2 separate regions of the Sus scrofa genome follow, and region 2 is linked to region 1. The links are chromatin contacts, called in public HiChIP or PLAC-seq maps. All regions are on one chromosome and are shown on one strand. The core of a region is the stretch at or near the end of the contact, and the rest is flanking DNA. Distances in the headings are between cores, read along the strand shown. Region 1 has its middle 45 kb from the start of IL15. Region 2 has its middle 110 kb from the start of ZNF330.

The links. HiChIP or PLAC-seq counts read pairs in DNA pulled down with a chosen protein or histone mark.
Region 2: an H3K27ac HiChIP or PLAC-seq map of alveolar macrophages shows a contact between it and region 1. The contact joins two enhancer-like sites. A contact is called at or near these places in 1 of 47 Hi-C or Micro-C datasets (liver) and 1 of 2 datasets of contacts at active chromatin or transcription factors (alveolar macrophages).

Annotation. Positions count from the first base shown.
Region 1 is chr8:85,719,678-85,727,621 of Sscrofa11.1, forward strand. It overlaps a transcript of IL15 not described here. Among named protein-coding and RNA genes, the nearest start is that of IL15, 45 kb to the left of the region's middle. Within about 2 kb of position 4,789, at least 11 of the 83 cell types and tissues checked have an H3K27ac peak or open chromatin away from gene starts, as enhancers often do. A contact at or near this core is called in alveolar macrophages, where this site is marked.
Region 2 is chr8:85,924,909-85,932,852 of Sscrofa11.1, forward strand. No RefSeq gene overlaps it. Among named protein-coding and RNA genes, the nearest start is that of ZNF330, 110 kb to the right of the region's middle. Within about 2 kb of position 5,198, at least 2 of the 83 cell types and tissues checked have an H3K27ac peak or open chromatin away from gene starts, as enhancers often do. A contact at or near this core is called in alveolar macrophages, where this site is marked.

The DNA.
Region 1 (7,944 bases), core at 3,539-6,038:
CGCGAATGCAAGTCACTCAAGCTCATGTTAGATTTCAATTGCCAAAGTTACTCATGTCAATATTTCCTGAAATGGCAAAAGAATGGAAATAACAATAGGAGAACAATTTTTAAAAATTGAGGAATGCTTAGATTAAATTCTGATGTGTCCACTTAACGAAACAGTATGCATCCACGGGGAGTAAAAAGAGAAATCCTGTAAGTTCTAGAATGAAAATGGATCCAGTGTACCCAGAATGTATTTGTTTCTAAAAAGGAGAAGGATTAAATATATGTGTACATGTTCTTGTGTGTGCACAAATATTTCATATACCCTGGAAAATAAGAGCACTAATTTATTTCTACAGAAAGAAATTAAAAAGCTCTTTGACCCTTTGAATTTTAAATCATGAAAACAGATAACTGCTTCAAATAATTCAAATTTTGAAAATTAAAAGCAAAACACTGCCAAGTAGTAGATAAGCAGATATTTAAACACTTCGTCTAATCATATACGAAGAAATTCTCGGAAACAATGTGAGATAGCCTCTGTAAAGTTACTTCAACTCTGGGCTCTGTGAGGACAGGAACCATATCTTACTTGTTTATTCATAATGCCTGAAGCCTAGCAGAGCGTCTGAACCAGAGGCAGCAGTCAATAATTTTATTTTATTTTTTGCTGTGCACATGGCATGTGGAAGTTCCCGGACCAGGGCTCAAACCTGCACCACAGCAGAAACCCGAACCACTGCAGTGACAATGTCAGGTCCTTAACCCACCAAGCCAACAGGGAACTCCAATTTGTTTTAAAATTTAATCCTCTTGCTTCCATATGGCAAATGATTTAAAAGAGCCCTTTCTTTCCTTTTTTCCTTTCTTTTTTTTTTTTTTTAAAGCGTTTTTATGTGGGATCCACAGAAACTCTAGAAATGGAGAAAAAATGGCACATTCTCCTGATAGATTTCCCTGCTTTGGTTTTCCTCATATTAGCCTAGAGTCAGCAACATTTAAAAAGTATCTGGAGCTCTGCTGTCCGATACAATAGCCACTAGCCATATACGGCTATTTAAATGTAAATATTCATTATTGAAAATAAAATGAAGCTAGAAATTCACATCCTCAGTTGAGCTAGCCACATTTCAAGCCATGTATGGTTAGTGCAATCATGGTGGACCCAGAAGATAGAGAACATTTTCATCACTGCAAAAATTCTGGATGGCACTCAACTAGGTATAGTACAGACTTTGGTTTCTGATAAATCTGGGTGAATTCCAACTTAGGCATTTATTTTAGTAGGGTTTAGAGAAAGTTAATCTCTAAGTTTCTTCAGCTGTGGCATAGAGAAAATTATAACCCCTACTCACTGGGCCACTGTGAGGTTCAAGTAAGTTCATGCAGACTACACCCAGTGAACACTTGAAAATGCTACGTCTCAGCGATGATCACCACGGTGAATGCAATTCCTCACCATGAACCAGTCATCTCATCTCTCACATTCCGGTTCTGCTACCCTTCCCACAGGACTGGAAAGAGAAGAAGTGGCCATGAACATGATCAGAGTCTAGTTCAGTGTTATTCAAGTTCTAGTTTACAACCGAGAACACGTGCACTAATCGCTTCTTCAGGAAAGTTTTGTTAGGAAAAAAATATCAGATGAACTAAACGTGTTATTGATTAGGTGAATTACATCTGGTGCAAGCTCTTTATTAGGGCAGGTCCTAGGAACAAACATTTTCCGACTTTGGATTGCAATAGCCTTGGTGGAAACACATATCCCTTATATTATTTTTAAATTCTCACGGAGTCTGTTAAACCGTTCCAGAAGTAGGGCCAAATCTAGGGTGACAGAATAGAATGGGAAAGGACAGCTGGATCAGTCCAGGTAAGGTTTTTATAGTTGGTAACATTGAGCTAAGTTTTGAAGAACATAAATATGATGAAGGAAGAGACAGAAGTGGAAAAGAATGACAAAGGCCTAATACCAAGAGAAAGGAAAGGGACAAATGTGAGAGAAGCCTCGTAGCTTTAGCCCTTTAAAAACAAAGCAATATCTTCCTTTTATCCCATAGGCCAAGACACCCCCTTGTTAATTTGTGGCTTCTCAAACAGAAAACGATATAGTCTTGATATTAAAAGACTATTAAAAGATTATAAAGTGGCCAATTTTGGCCTGTTTAGTCCTACTACGCAGTATCTTCATATAATTGGAATATTACATATAAATAATTTTAAACTCTAAAATGTATATGGAAAGCTATTCTGGCAACTTCAAATATTTGCACTTAAAGAGACAGGAACTATGATGGAAAAAATAAAAATCATTAAAAAATAAAAAGATAAATGAGCCCCAAACCAAGAAGTTCCCAAGTGTGTGTTTATAATGAATGTTCTTCTTTTGCCTCCTTCAGGTATTTGTATAAAAAGATCTATATAAAAATTATTCTTTGTCATAAAAATCAACCAATCATTACTAAACAATTTTCCAGTACTGCCACTCCAGATAATTGTTTAACTATTAAAGTGTGTGTTATGATTTATAATAGCCTTACTGGTACCAATCTCTAGATGATTGCCCGGTGCTGCCGAGGAAGACATACCTCATCTGTTGTAGCATGAAATGCTGTATGACATTTATAATGATGCATATTTCTTATTACCTGCTGATAATAACCTATGAGTGAAAATGACAGCTTAATGATATAGCTGCTCTCCTGCTGGCAAATAACTGGATTCAAACATTTCTATGGCTTCTCACTAATCTCAACCAGAAGCAAGGAAGTATGACTACCACAGTCCTCCGAAACAACACTTAAAATTAAGTTTAAAAAAAAAAAAAGCTAAAGCAAAGCTAATTTTTAATGAAATACAGGCACAATTAAGTCCATTAATTCCTCAGTACCCTGTCTCACTAGAGCTGGTTATCATTTTCCTAATGTTTTATTTCTCTTGCTGATTAGGCTTCTGGTATTTCCCACTCCAAATATTTGGCTTGTTGTGAAGTGGATCAAATGATTTACCCTGAACACTGAATCAACCCAGTGGGCCATACATGTGCTATAGCTATCTTGTTTCTGAGGTATGCCTCAGAAGCTTGTTTCTGAAGCTTGCAGGGCTTCTCCTGACAAGTTAGACTAAACTTCCCAAGTCTACAGAGAAAAGCAGAAGTGCCTATGAAGCCGCTCTGAGGTTGGCTGTCTCCATTAATAAAGTTTATTTAAAAACTGGCAGAGTGCTTGGCCTCCCAAGTTCCAGTGTGGTCCATGTGGCTGCTGGCTTGCTTTTCCCTGGATTAGATGGTGGAACATGTTTACCTTTCTGGCACTGCTGGTTCTTTCTTCTCCGCCAGCACTGTGTGTCACTACCTAGTACATAGATAACAAAATGCTTGCACCCAGATTAGGAGACTTAATCAGTTTTAGTTCTTGACCTCCTTTCACTGGTCTCATTAAATATTCTTATTTAAATAGTAGTTACTAAAATTACTATGAATGGATCATCATTCCAAACTTCTCGCCATTTTTCTCAGATTTCTGCTTCTCCCATGTTCCTCAGCTTTTGTGCAAAGAAAATGGGCTGTACAGACGTCATCAAATACTTAATGTGCCCCATTCCTTCTGTGGGATTATGTATTTGTTATAGTTCTTAAGATTCTGACCCTTTCTGCTGGATGCCCAAGATGGCTACATTTTTGTAGTTTCAACTTACTTTTAAGGACTGTTTTGGTTTGTTTTCAGAGGGGATTATGAAGAGGCAAATGTGGGTGGCTTCTTCCTGCACCAGAGCCACCCCTAAATTACAGAGGCTGCGCTATTAACTAAAATGGCCATATTACTCACAAGAAGATTCTTTGAAAGACGTGGAATGAGAACAAAGGAAATTGGAAAGTCTTGCAGAATATATGTACAACATAGGCTTTTCTCCATCCAGCTAGAGAACATAGCATTCTAAGCAGTTAGCATTAAATGGGTCACTACCATGGGCTGGAACCACAAGCATTCATTTTTATAGAAATAAAACCTCTCTGGGTTCATGTAAACAACGGCAGTGGGCACTGCCATGGAATAGACTGGAAGCCTACAGACCTGGACCCTGGTTCTGGTTCTGTCTTTAGACAGCTATGTGACCAGAGCAACGCTGTTCATGTCTCTTAACCTCAGTTTCCTCATCTCTAAAACAGGGAAGCTTGATTGGAATGTGTCTAAAATCCCTTCCAGTATTCTATTAAGGTCATAGGTTGGTTACCAGCATATTATCAAATTCATCCATGTTATGTTAAAACCATCTCATTTGAACTTGAAGGAATTCCTCTTGTCTAATCCTCCTAATTTCCCAGAAGAGAAAAAAAGTGCAGAGAAACTAAATGTATTGTCGAGTGTTATACAAATAGGTAAAAACAGGTCTACCTTGTGTTGGATGCCCAGCTTAATCCTTCACTGGCAGTTCATTCGCCAACAGGGAGCACAAGGCATGTGCTATGCCTGGTACCGCCTCACGATATTAGCTCATTTTCAAAACAGGTCTACTTGTCCCTAAAAATCTAGGGTTATAATATGCTTGAGGCTTTCAACCTTGTTTATAAGGTGATAACTAAAGGGCTATCTTAATAGATTCTGAATTGTTTTTCCTTCACACCTTAGTTTAACAATCCTGTGCCAGTAGCACTAGCAAAATGCTGCTACACTGCCACTTATTTCCAAGCAGCTGCTTTCTGGGTCAGAACAACGAAAGTAAACACACCACCCACAACTGCTATGAAACAAGTCTGATTCATCCTAACTCACTGTAGCCCAATTTACAGCTCTGTCTCAGAGGAATGGAAAGATGGAATTTTCACAATCTCCTTTACACTGTGGCCAAGCTACCACACTCTTGCTTTTATACTGGGATCTTTGGGATTTTTGTCCAATGTTGTTTCACCACAATAATGGTGAATATTATTATATATTTACATAGCTACTGTTTCCTGAATGAATCAGTTGGGAGGCAGGAGACCAGATAGTTCTTAGGTTAGAGGAAGACCCAACAAGGGTAGCTGGCTCCGTCTTTGGAAATCCACCTTGTGGATTCTTAAGAAATCAGATGGTTTGTAGAATGCCAAGCCATGCTCAGGAACTAATGCCAAATCTGTGAAAAACCCTTGGGAGAAAGAAATTCTATTTCAGTTTGGCAGCCCAGAGCTGGACAGAGTCAGAGACGAGAAACAGAGGGTGAGATGAGGAAGAAGGTTGTAGTTGCTGTCTCCTGCTCCCTCCCTCATTTTCCCCAAAAGGTAGGATGGAGAGATGCCTGCTTCATTTGACTGATACTTGCTGGCTGTGCCTATATGGTGGGGCACTCAGAAAAACTGTCAACACCAACTACAGAAGCCCAAACCCTGGGTCCAAGTAATTGCTTTTCCCATAACTACTTCCAGATAATGAGGCACCAACAGCAAGAGACTGGAAAGGATCCTTGGAAAACAAGGTATCAGAAGAGTGGAGAGTCACAGAGTTGTTAAATGCAGAAGGCAAGAGTCAAAGTTCTTCAACCTGAAGGATGCCCCTACCAACATATTTGGAGAACCCTAACCCAGAGCCAAGGGTGTTGGCTCCCAGCAGATAGACACTAGAGTAACAATGATCTCAATTTAAGAAAGAGAAGCTTACAGGGAAGAATGTACAGTGGGGACTCTGCCAAAGAGTGACGGACACTGGAAAAAAGTGTGTCAGATGTGGAAAGCCTAGTGGAACAGATAAGAATTGAAATAAGAATTTCATAAAATAATAAATACTTTGTGGAACAGTAAGAGGGATTTTGGAAACATGAATCAGGAGGAAGAAATTATGAAGAAATAACTGAGTATAATAAATATTTTTTAAAATAAAGGATAAAGTAAGGAATTAAGTAAGTCGCTTGAATGCCAGAATGAATACTGCTGTAGCATGAAACAATGAGCACCACAGATCAAGGACTATCCTGGAAGGCACTAGGGACTCACAATTAGAAGAAGAAAATGAATGAAGAGTCGAATGATATGGAGGATGAAAGCAGAAATTCCAACTTCTGTCCACTTGTGGTCTGGAAAAAAATTAGGGAAATAAATGAGAAAATAATAATCAAGATTTTTCAAAAATCGCAAACGTTAAGACCTCAAAATAAAGACGATACAGTTAAAAACAAACCCACAGTCAAAGTCAGGAATATTTTAGTGGAATTCAAGAATATTCAAGCTAAGTAAAAACTTCATAATATTCATTAGTATGGAAGCAGAGAAAGGTCAGATAGACATCAGGCTTCTCGAGGGAAACAACAGATACAAGAAGATAATGGAGTCGAGTCCCCACAATATTGAAGAAAAACAGCCCTGTACCTGGAATTAAATATCCAGGGAAATCATTACTTAACTGTGCTGATGCAATGAATATATTCACAGGCTTATCAGGGCTCAGAAAAATTCACCCTTCATTGACCCTGCCTGAAATAATTTTTGAAGGAAGCAAAAAGATACAGGAAACAAAGGTAAGTAAAGAACTTAGAGTCTACTACTGTTAAACAAGCAGAACATATAAAGCACTAAGAATACTGCTTGGTACATAGTAAGTGCTCAGTAAAAAGGAGCTATTATTAGCTTCGTCTTCAGTACTGTGTTAATTAGTGGCACTAATTTGACATCCTCATCATTTCCCAAAACTAAAGAAGATGCTTTTTAATTCTGTATTATGTATGACATTTACTAGGGATTTTTTCAGTATATCTCATTGATTCATTGATTCATTTATTAGTGCATTTATTTGGAAGATCCCACCTTATCTTATAAAGCTTTTACCTAAGAGCTTGATAATAACTTGTTCTGTATCCCTGAAGAACATATTGATAGATTTTCTAATATCGGGCCATCTATATAATCCTCCTCAAGTAAACTCTACTTTATCGTGGTCAGAGCATCTTCCTGCTGTGTTTTATTGTTGTATTATGTTAGCTAACATCTTATTTAGTGTTGAAAAATGCTACTGATTTTTTGTTACTCTTCTGCCCGGCAATCTCGCTGAACTCGCTCACTGATTTTAGTAGTTTGTTCATTTTCACAGCTTTCATTTATAAACAGTGATGATTTTATTTCCTCCCTTTTAAATGTTATGCCTCTTATGAGTTTTCCCAGTGAGGCAACACCTGCCAGAAGAGTAAAGGCTCTGGAGAGAGACCTGGTTCAAATTCCAATTCCACCTCACCGTGGAACCTGGCCAAGTCACTTCACCTCTTGGTGCCTCAGTTTTGTCACCTGAAAAGTGGCAAGGAAAACACCTCATGAAGTTTGGGAGGGTTACACAAGTGAAAGTGCTTGACACATGACTGACAATAAATGCTAACTACAGTCCTCTCTCTGCACCCATCAGGGATTGGTTTAGGACCCCCATGGATACCAGAATCCACAAATGCTCAAGTCTCTTACATAAAAACATGTGATATTTGCAAATAACCTACACACATTCTCCTGTATACTTTGAACCATCTGTAGATAACATAAAATAACTAACACAATGTAAATGTTATGTAAACAATTGCCAGTGAGCAGCAAATTCAAGTTTTGCTTTATAGAACTTTCTAGAATCCACCCCCCCAAAAAAATTTTCAATCTGTAGTTGGTTGAATGAGGATGTGGAACACACAGATAGAGAGGACCAGTTGTAGGGAAATATTTAAGAACGAAATGAAATTAAGAACGAGAGACACCTAACCCAATCTTCGTGGTCTAGAGGAACTATTCCCAGAGAAAACATCAAAATGAGACATCTGGATCAGATAAGTGAGTCAGGAGAAAGAGATGAGGAAGAGACAGTGGATGAAATAGTGTATTTCCAGTGAAGGATATGCAACTCCACATGTTCAGCGATGAAGAAAGAACAGCCTTCCTAGAGAACTGACAGTGGTATTTTGGGAAACTCAGCTTTTGCATCTACAAATGTGCACTGTTCCACTAGATGAAGTT
Region 2 (7,944 bases), core at 3,948-6,447, 210 kb after region 1:
CTTTTGCACTGAATGTTGATTTAGCTTCCTGCTTTTCTTCAAAAGAGTGAGTGCACCAGGCAGCTGGCATCAAGCAACTGAAGCTGGTGTTGAGTCCTCATAGCCCTTCACCCTGAATGAAGTCACTGGTGGTAGGTGTGAAAGGAAGGGACTTAGACAATTAGGACGGTGACATTGAAGTTTGGACAGAGGAGTCAAGTTGCCAGATCACAATCTGGGGGTGACCACCCTGGAGTTCACCCCCAAGTTGATTCTTTGCTGGGCTCCACTGCCTGTGGTCTTTCTACCCCCTCCTCTGTGCTCCCCGTCCTCAATGGAAGCCCAGAAAATGCACCCAGTGCCCAAAAAATCCACAAAATGTAATGCAATATACTAGGCCATAAGAATAGGATAAGCAAAAAGAGATTCATTGGAAAACAATGAAGAATGAGAATAAGGAAGATTAAGAATAAGGAAGAGTCTGTTTTGAAACCAGATAAACATTTTTTTAGCAGTTAACAGGGTAAATTAGGTTGATAACTATACTGAGTAAGGTTCCTATATACAAAGGCACCACCAGCAAGGTGAAGAAGCCAACTACTGAACCACCATTCATCAGTTTGTACTACAAACCCTCTCCTATCTTTAGAATTTCTCAAGAAAAGCACTAGTCCCTGCCTGAACAGCTAATCTTCCAGTTCTTATGGGAATGAAAATCCACAGGACATACTTGTTTGTGTATGCGTCAGACTCAAATCTGAATAATCATCTCCCAAAATAAAATAAAATGCATAAAAAAGAATTACAAAGATCAACTCTTTCTTATTTTTAATATATGAATTTATGTCGATTCACGTAAATACTGTATATATATATACATCTGCAGTATTATGAAAATGCGTGTTTTCCCACAAAGTATAAGTTCCTCCTACAATTTGTAATTGTCCTGCTTGATTAGTACAAGTAGTTTTTGCTTTACACAGTTATGATATGAACAAATTTTTTTTGCACAAACTTTAATTATCATGCTTCACCTAAGTAATACCAGTCCTCCAAAAACACAATTCAAATTTTAGTCACCATGGTATATTAAACGTGAATCATTGTATAACACCAAATACTTCAGTGCTAGCACTTTAGTACACACATAACTATATAGATGAACAATTTGCTAAGTGACCCATCTCATCACTCTTTTCCAGGTCTGTCAGTGATTGGCTATTGCACATTTGTTATTTAGTCCCACAAAGACAGGAAAGTGTGTGACTGTGTCACCTCCTTGTCTTCCATTTTACAGAAACGAACACTCAAAAGAGGAAATTGGCCAACAGATGAAAGCTCAGAAAGTGATAACACTGGGAGTGAATTTGAATGTGATTAGAAGATGGAGATGTTGACATGGGAATGTTGACACCTCCACTGTTCCAGACACTCCAGCTGTACAATGAAAGGAACTTAGTGAAGGTGACCCTATTGACATTAATGAGGAAAGAGGTTGTGATAAGGCGATGTCCCAGAAGTGACACAGGCAGAAAAATTCCCATTAAAGGAACTCTAGGGGGTATTTTATGACACTGAAAGACTTTGAAAGCACAGAAGAGAAAATGTTGGGAGCCTATCCATACTTAGAAAGGCTCATAAGTCATCAAGGCGTAGAAAAGATGCTCGCAGCATATCATAAATTATAGGAGATTGGGGTTAACAAATACATACTACTACATATAAAATAGAGAGCCAACAATAGTACTGTATAGCACAGGGAATTATACTCAATATTTTCTAATAACCTATAAGAAAAACAAATCTGGGAGTTCATATATATTCATATATATATATATATATATATGAATCACTGTGCTGTACACCTGAAACTAACACAACATTATAAATCAACTATATTTCAATTAAAATAATACATTATGGGACTAGAAGGAAAAAAGCCCTATGCAAACTACGCTGGATAAAACTTTCCCAAAAAATGTAACACTTAATTCTCAATGTTGTAATGTTTTAAATTACAATGTACTAAATAAATATTAATATTACTGCTTTTTCCATTTCCCTATATACATTTATGAGCAACAGTATGGGAATTCTTCATGTTTTGGCGAAAAGGTTTAAAGATCATGGAATGATCATAATTTTCCCATCGACTAAGATCATTTTGTACAATGCCAACATGCATTGCCGTTTTTATGATTCCACTCCTATGCACAAAGCAAAGACTTCCAGTCTATACAAATCTGGTATTTGTGTCACATTTACCATAAGTTGCACTCATTTCTCAGAAATAAGTGGTAAATATTCTGTGGTTTCCTGGACTAAAGAAAAAGTTATAATAGTCTTCAATAAGTTGTCTTGACCTGGAAACTATAATAAGCCATTTAAGTTCATTAATTTGCCGCAATATTTTCTCTTCCACTGTTTTATAACAACTCTCTTGGCCATCCAGAAAAAAATATGCCAACAAGTAGAGTGCACCTATATATGTGTGTGTGTATATATATATATATGTCTATAAATATATACCTATTATGTTTTGATAATGTAAAACTTCCTGATATCCACCAATTAAGGAAGGACAGTTATATTTAGAGTATTTATGAGGTATAACTTTATTACTCTTTTGCATAGGAAATAATATGAAAGTAATAGAAACCGTGTGGCTAAGTAGAGTTCCTTCAAGAAAGTGTTTTGATAAAGTTTGATTATTAGCATACAACCAGAATATCTATCGTTATATCTCTCTTAGGAGAGTTAAAACTTGTATTCCAATCACATTTTAAAATGCTAATTAGCTTAATTATACTCTTGATTTCCGTACTGTGACAAATTGAGATTTCTATAAAAAACAGAAAACTTCCAAAATATCTGAGTCTGAAATATAGGGTTCATCATTTCTACTTAATCATTAGCACTTGTACCTGATTCACCTCTATTTTCCATGGAGATGAAATTCTGATTTTCCAAACAAAACAGAATAAAGCAGTTTATCTCAAGGTCAACATTGTTACAATAAAGTATACTCCAGCAGACTTCACAAACCCCTGCACAATTCTATGAGTCCTATGTTTATATTCATCCCTTAAGCAAAAACAAAGAAACCAAAGAAACCTTCTTTAGTTATTAAAGATTCCTTGAAGTATCGGAAGCAAACAGATTGAGGTCAGTCTCTAAATCCTATGCTGGCCACACACAACCATGTCAATCCAGAAAAAGGAAAGAGTGAATTATTTCTACAAATTGCTGACATCTCTCACTGCAGGGAAGAATTCAAATCTTCCCTGAACAATCCCCTTATTTTAATTGCAGATAGGGATTTCCAGTGCTGTGGTTTACTGGGAAGAAACACAGAACTTGAAGTTGGGAGGTGGGAAAACACTGATGCTTTCACTTCCTCCTTTGTGGTCATTTTTTTAACCATTGAGTTGGCTTCCTGCTCCTCCTTCTTAATCACTTTTTTTTTTTTTTTTGCTTTTTAGTGCCAAACCTGCGACATATGGAGGTTCCCAGACTAGAGGTCAAATCAGAGCTACAGCTACCAGCCTACACCACAGCCACAGAAATGTCAGATCCTACACCACAGCCACAGAAATGCCACGTCTGCCAACTACACCACAGCTCACAGCAATGCCAGATCCTTAACCCACTCAGCGAGGCCAGGGATCAAACCCACAACCTCGGTTCCTAATCGGATTTGTTTCTACTGTGCCACAACAGGAGCTCCCATCACTTATCTTAAACCCCAACCTTCTCTATCTTATTTTCTCCTCCTCCTGCACCCCACATACACACAAAACTATTTCACAAGTTTAGTTTCACAAGTTTCACAAGGACACTCTGGTTTAGTTTCCTTATTTGTTAAATGGCAGAAAAGAAGACTAGGGAATAGCCTCATCTCCCTTAATGCTGAAATAGTCTGTTTATCCAAATTTTAATATGTATATTTCATTAGATTATTTATATGCATATAATATATACTATAAACATGTTCATAGTATATGTATTATAAAATATGTATATTATGCATACATATAAGTGTGTTTTTAGATAATTAAAAAAAGAGTTAAAAGTGATTTTAAGAGTAAAGTTTGGAATTATATGTCCAAGAGGAAAAGAAAGTTCAGAATAATACCAGAATGCTTATATGAAATGTTGTAAGTGGAAGGTTGAATACTATGTTTTTAACGTAAGATTTGGGGGAAAATCAAATTCTATATAGGTAGCTAAAAAAGGACAGTATTTGAAGTAAATGATAAATGGAAGCAAGTGGGTAGGATGATGGCTGGAAATGTAGAGCAGTCACAATCATGCCATGTAGTAATTCCAAAAAATTGTCAAAAATGTATGAGTTAAAAAAGTATAGAATGCTGAAAACAGTAAGATTCCTTTAGTTGAAAAAAAGGATGTACAGTGGGAAAGAAAATGATTTGTTGGGTCTGAGTAGTAGATGTTAAAGTTGCATCATTGGACAAAGGCTGATGGGTAAAAATAGAAGATGAGAAAGATTGACCGTATTGACAGAAAACAACCCCTAACACAATAACTTAGAAAACTGAGAGAGGAAGGAGATTTATAAGAAAAATAATGAGGGCGTTCCCATCGTGGCTCAGTGGTTAACAAACCTGACTGGCATCCATGAGGATACAGGTTCAATCCCTGGCCTTGCTCAACGGGTTAAGGATCTGGCGTTGCCATGATATGTAGTGTAGGTCACAGACACCGCTCGGATCCCACGTTGCTGTGGCCCTGGCGTTAGGCTGGCGGTTACAGCTCTGATTGGACCTCTAGCCTGGGAACCTCTATGTGCCGCAGGTGTGCCCCTAAAAAAGAGAGAAAGACAAAAAGAAAGAAAAATAATGAGTTAAAATTCTGTCTTTTTATGGAAACGCAACAATGGGAGGAAAAAGTATGTATACATGTATGTGTAACTTGGTTTCCATGCTGTACAGCGGAAAAAATAAAAAATAATAAAAAAGTTCTGTCTGTTTTTTCTCTAAGTTTCCATCTTTACCATGTATTTTAAGTAGCCCTCTTTAAATAAAACCTAACCTAGCAGGAAATGGTAACAAAGTACCAAAGCTTCTCAGGGATTCCTTAACTTGTTGAAACAGCACCCAATCTCTGCCTTCATTTTCCCATGTGCATGTGCCTGTGTAGAAACTTCCCCTTTTTCTAAGGACACCAGTCATGGTGGATTAGGGCCCCACCTAATGGAAATGGTAACAAAGTACCAAAGCTTCTCAGGGATTCCTTAACTTGTTGAAACAGCACCTGATCTCTGCCTTCATTTTCCCATGTGCATGTGTCTGTGTAGAAACTTCCCCTTTTTCTAAGGACACCAGTCATGGTGGATTAGGGCCCCACCTAATGACCTCATCTTAACCAAGTGAAGCTACAATGACCCTCTTTCCAGAGAAAGTCACATTCTGAGTATTAGAACTTCCACACATGAGTTCTGGGGATTAGAACCTCCCCATGTGAATCTGGGGAAAGAGGAGACCCAATTCAAGACCTAACAGGGTGAGAGAATCAGCCACTCCCTCGCTATTGCTAGAGCTTCTCAAAGCAGCCACTCAATTATTTTCAGGAGAAAAAAAAAAAAAAAGTGAGGTATTGAGTACAAATGTTCTGTACCTGTCATTGTACCTATACAGAGTTTACAAACCACCCGGGGGTCAGCTTGGTGGCACGGACCAGATAACCCCATCCTAAAGCAGCACTATGGAGAATTTGGGTCAGATAGTTATTTTCATGCGGCCTGTCCTGCATACTCCAGGACACTTAACAATGTCTGGTTTTTACCTACAAGATGCCAGTAGCACTGCCTCCTCCCCAGTAGGGCAATCTGAAATGTCTCCAAACATCTCCAGTGTCCCCTGGGAAGCAAATATCAAGCTTTTGAGAACCACTGTCCAAAGGGAAAATGACAAAGTATTCAAAAAAAAAAAAAAAAAGAGTTACATGAGTTACATGTCCAGCTAAGGTTTATAAGGAAAGAAGGATAAGGATGAGGATAAGTTGTCATGGAAAAAATTGAGAAAGTTAATGTAGCCAGATATTACATTTGGGTGGTTAACTTCAATATGAATTGTGTTTGTTGTATAAAAAGTGTGTCTGTCTTATGTTGGTGCATCACTTAACATATTTTAATCATTGTAGAAAACAGGATTCTCCAGGCTGACATCTGTTTTGATCAGTCAATACCTATGTTGAACCTATTATTAAATATTGTAAGCTCTGTGTGTGTGCATGTGTGTGTATTTTTAACACTATGTCTTAATCCAGAATTCAATGAAGAAATCCCCTTTCTGCAACTAAGTGTTCTCTTGTAACAGAAAATTAGAACATTTGGAAGGGAAAAGAGCAATCCAAGTGAATCCCAGTAAGGAATAACTAAACAAGTCCACATCCCCCTGGGAGTAACACATATTATAGATTGTACACAGTGTATAAGACCATGGGTACCATAGACAATTCAAGTAGCAAAAGAGAATATATAATAGAATCCCTTTTGAAGTAGTTCCATGGGGGGGAGGAATCTGTAATAACATACATAACACTTCTCAGGAGATGGATGATTTTTCATTTTTAAATCCCATATTTCATAATGTTTTAGGAGTTATTTTTTAAGTCTGTGTTTCTTTTGAAATCAGAAAAAAAAAAAAAGTTTAATTAAAGCTTGGCCAGAAGTCTCAGGGTTGCACCATCCACATGCAAAGAGAAGTCATCAGGAGATGCAGGGCTAAGGAAAGAGGCCAGGAGAAGTAGGAAATTCCTCACATGACTTGATGCTAACATTTAGTGGTGGAATGTAATAGCAGTAGCTTTGGAAAAGAGAAAAAAGATGTATCGATAAAGCTGTCAGTGCTTGAAAACAACCGGGGAAAGAAAGTAGCTCAGAGGCTTGGCTAGGAATGAAGTGAGGAAAACCTTGTCAGGAGGCAACCAAAACAAGTCAAATCAACTTTCCCCTGTGCCAGCAACCTCGGTCACACAATAAATCAAACTGAGCCTGGCCTGTCACGCTAAAGTCAACCACCGAATCAACTATCAATTGAAGTCACAGAGTTAAGCCTACAACAAGCAGATTTATTCTGGGGCTGTGTATAAATGAGCACAGAGATTCTCCTGAATAATGATCCAGAGAGTTCCTGTAACTCTACAATTAATATATGAAATTGAATCTAGTATCTTTTTGCTCTAGAAAAGAAAAACTTCTGTTAAAGACTCTTACCCAAGGCCTCTGAGACTAGTGGCATATTGAATCCTATCACCTGCCAAGAAAGGTTTCCAAAACATATGTTTCAAATCTTCTTATGCCTGCAACAGGCAAAAACATTTTTATGCAGTGAGAGCCATCTCCATCTTGGACTAGCAAGGATAAAGCAACAAAAGCACCTGCCAATACTGACATGTTTGAACTTGCTGGGAAATTCTAAGTAACTTGGGTCTTCAGTATTGAGTTTAAGGTCTCTCCAACAATGTACAATAAAGCCAATCTTAAGTTTTTTAATAACTTATTTATTTGATTATTTGCACATGAAATAGAAGCAATCATGTTATGTTTTTCATTACTCAGCAAAAAATTATATATGAATTTATTTTAGTTAGTACATGTATCAAGTTGTTTCTAACAAAAATCAGTCTGGTTCAAAAAAGCCAATAACAGAGTCAGAAAATATCACTCCCTGAAATTTTTTTAAAGTAATTTTAGGGAGGTCCCACCATGGCTCAAAGGACATGAACCCAACTAGTATCCATGAAGACAGGTTTGATCCCTGGCCTTGCTCAGTGGGTCAAGGATCCAGCATTACTGTGAGCTGTGATGTAGGCTGGCAGCTACTGCTCTGATTTGACCCCAGCCTGGCAACTTCCATATGCTGCAGGTGCAGCCCTAAAAAGATAGATAGATAGATGAATATACAAATGAATAAATAAATAAAAGAAGTAGTTATAGGAGTT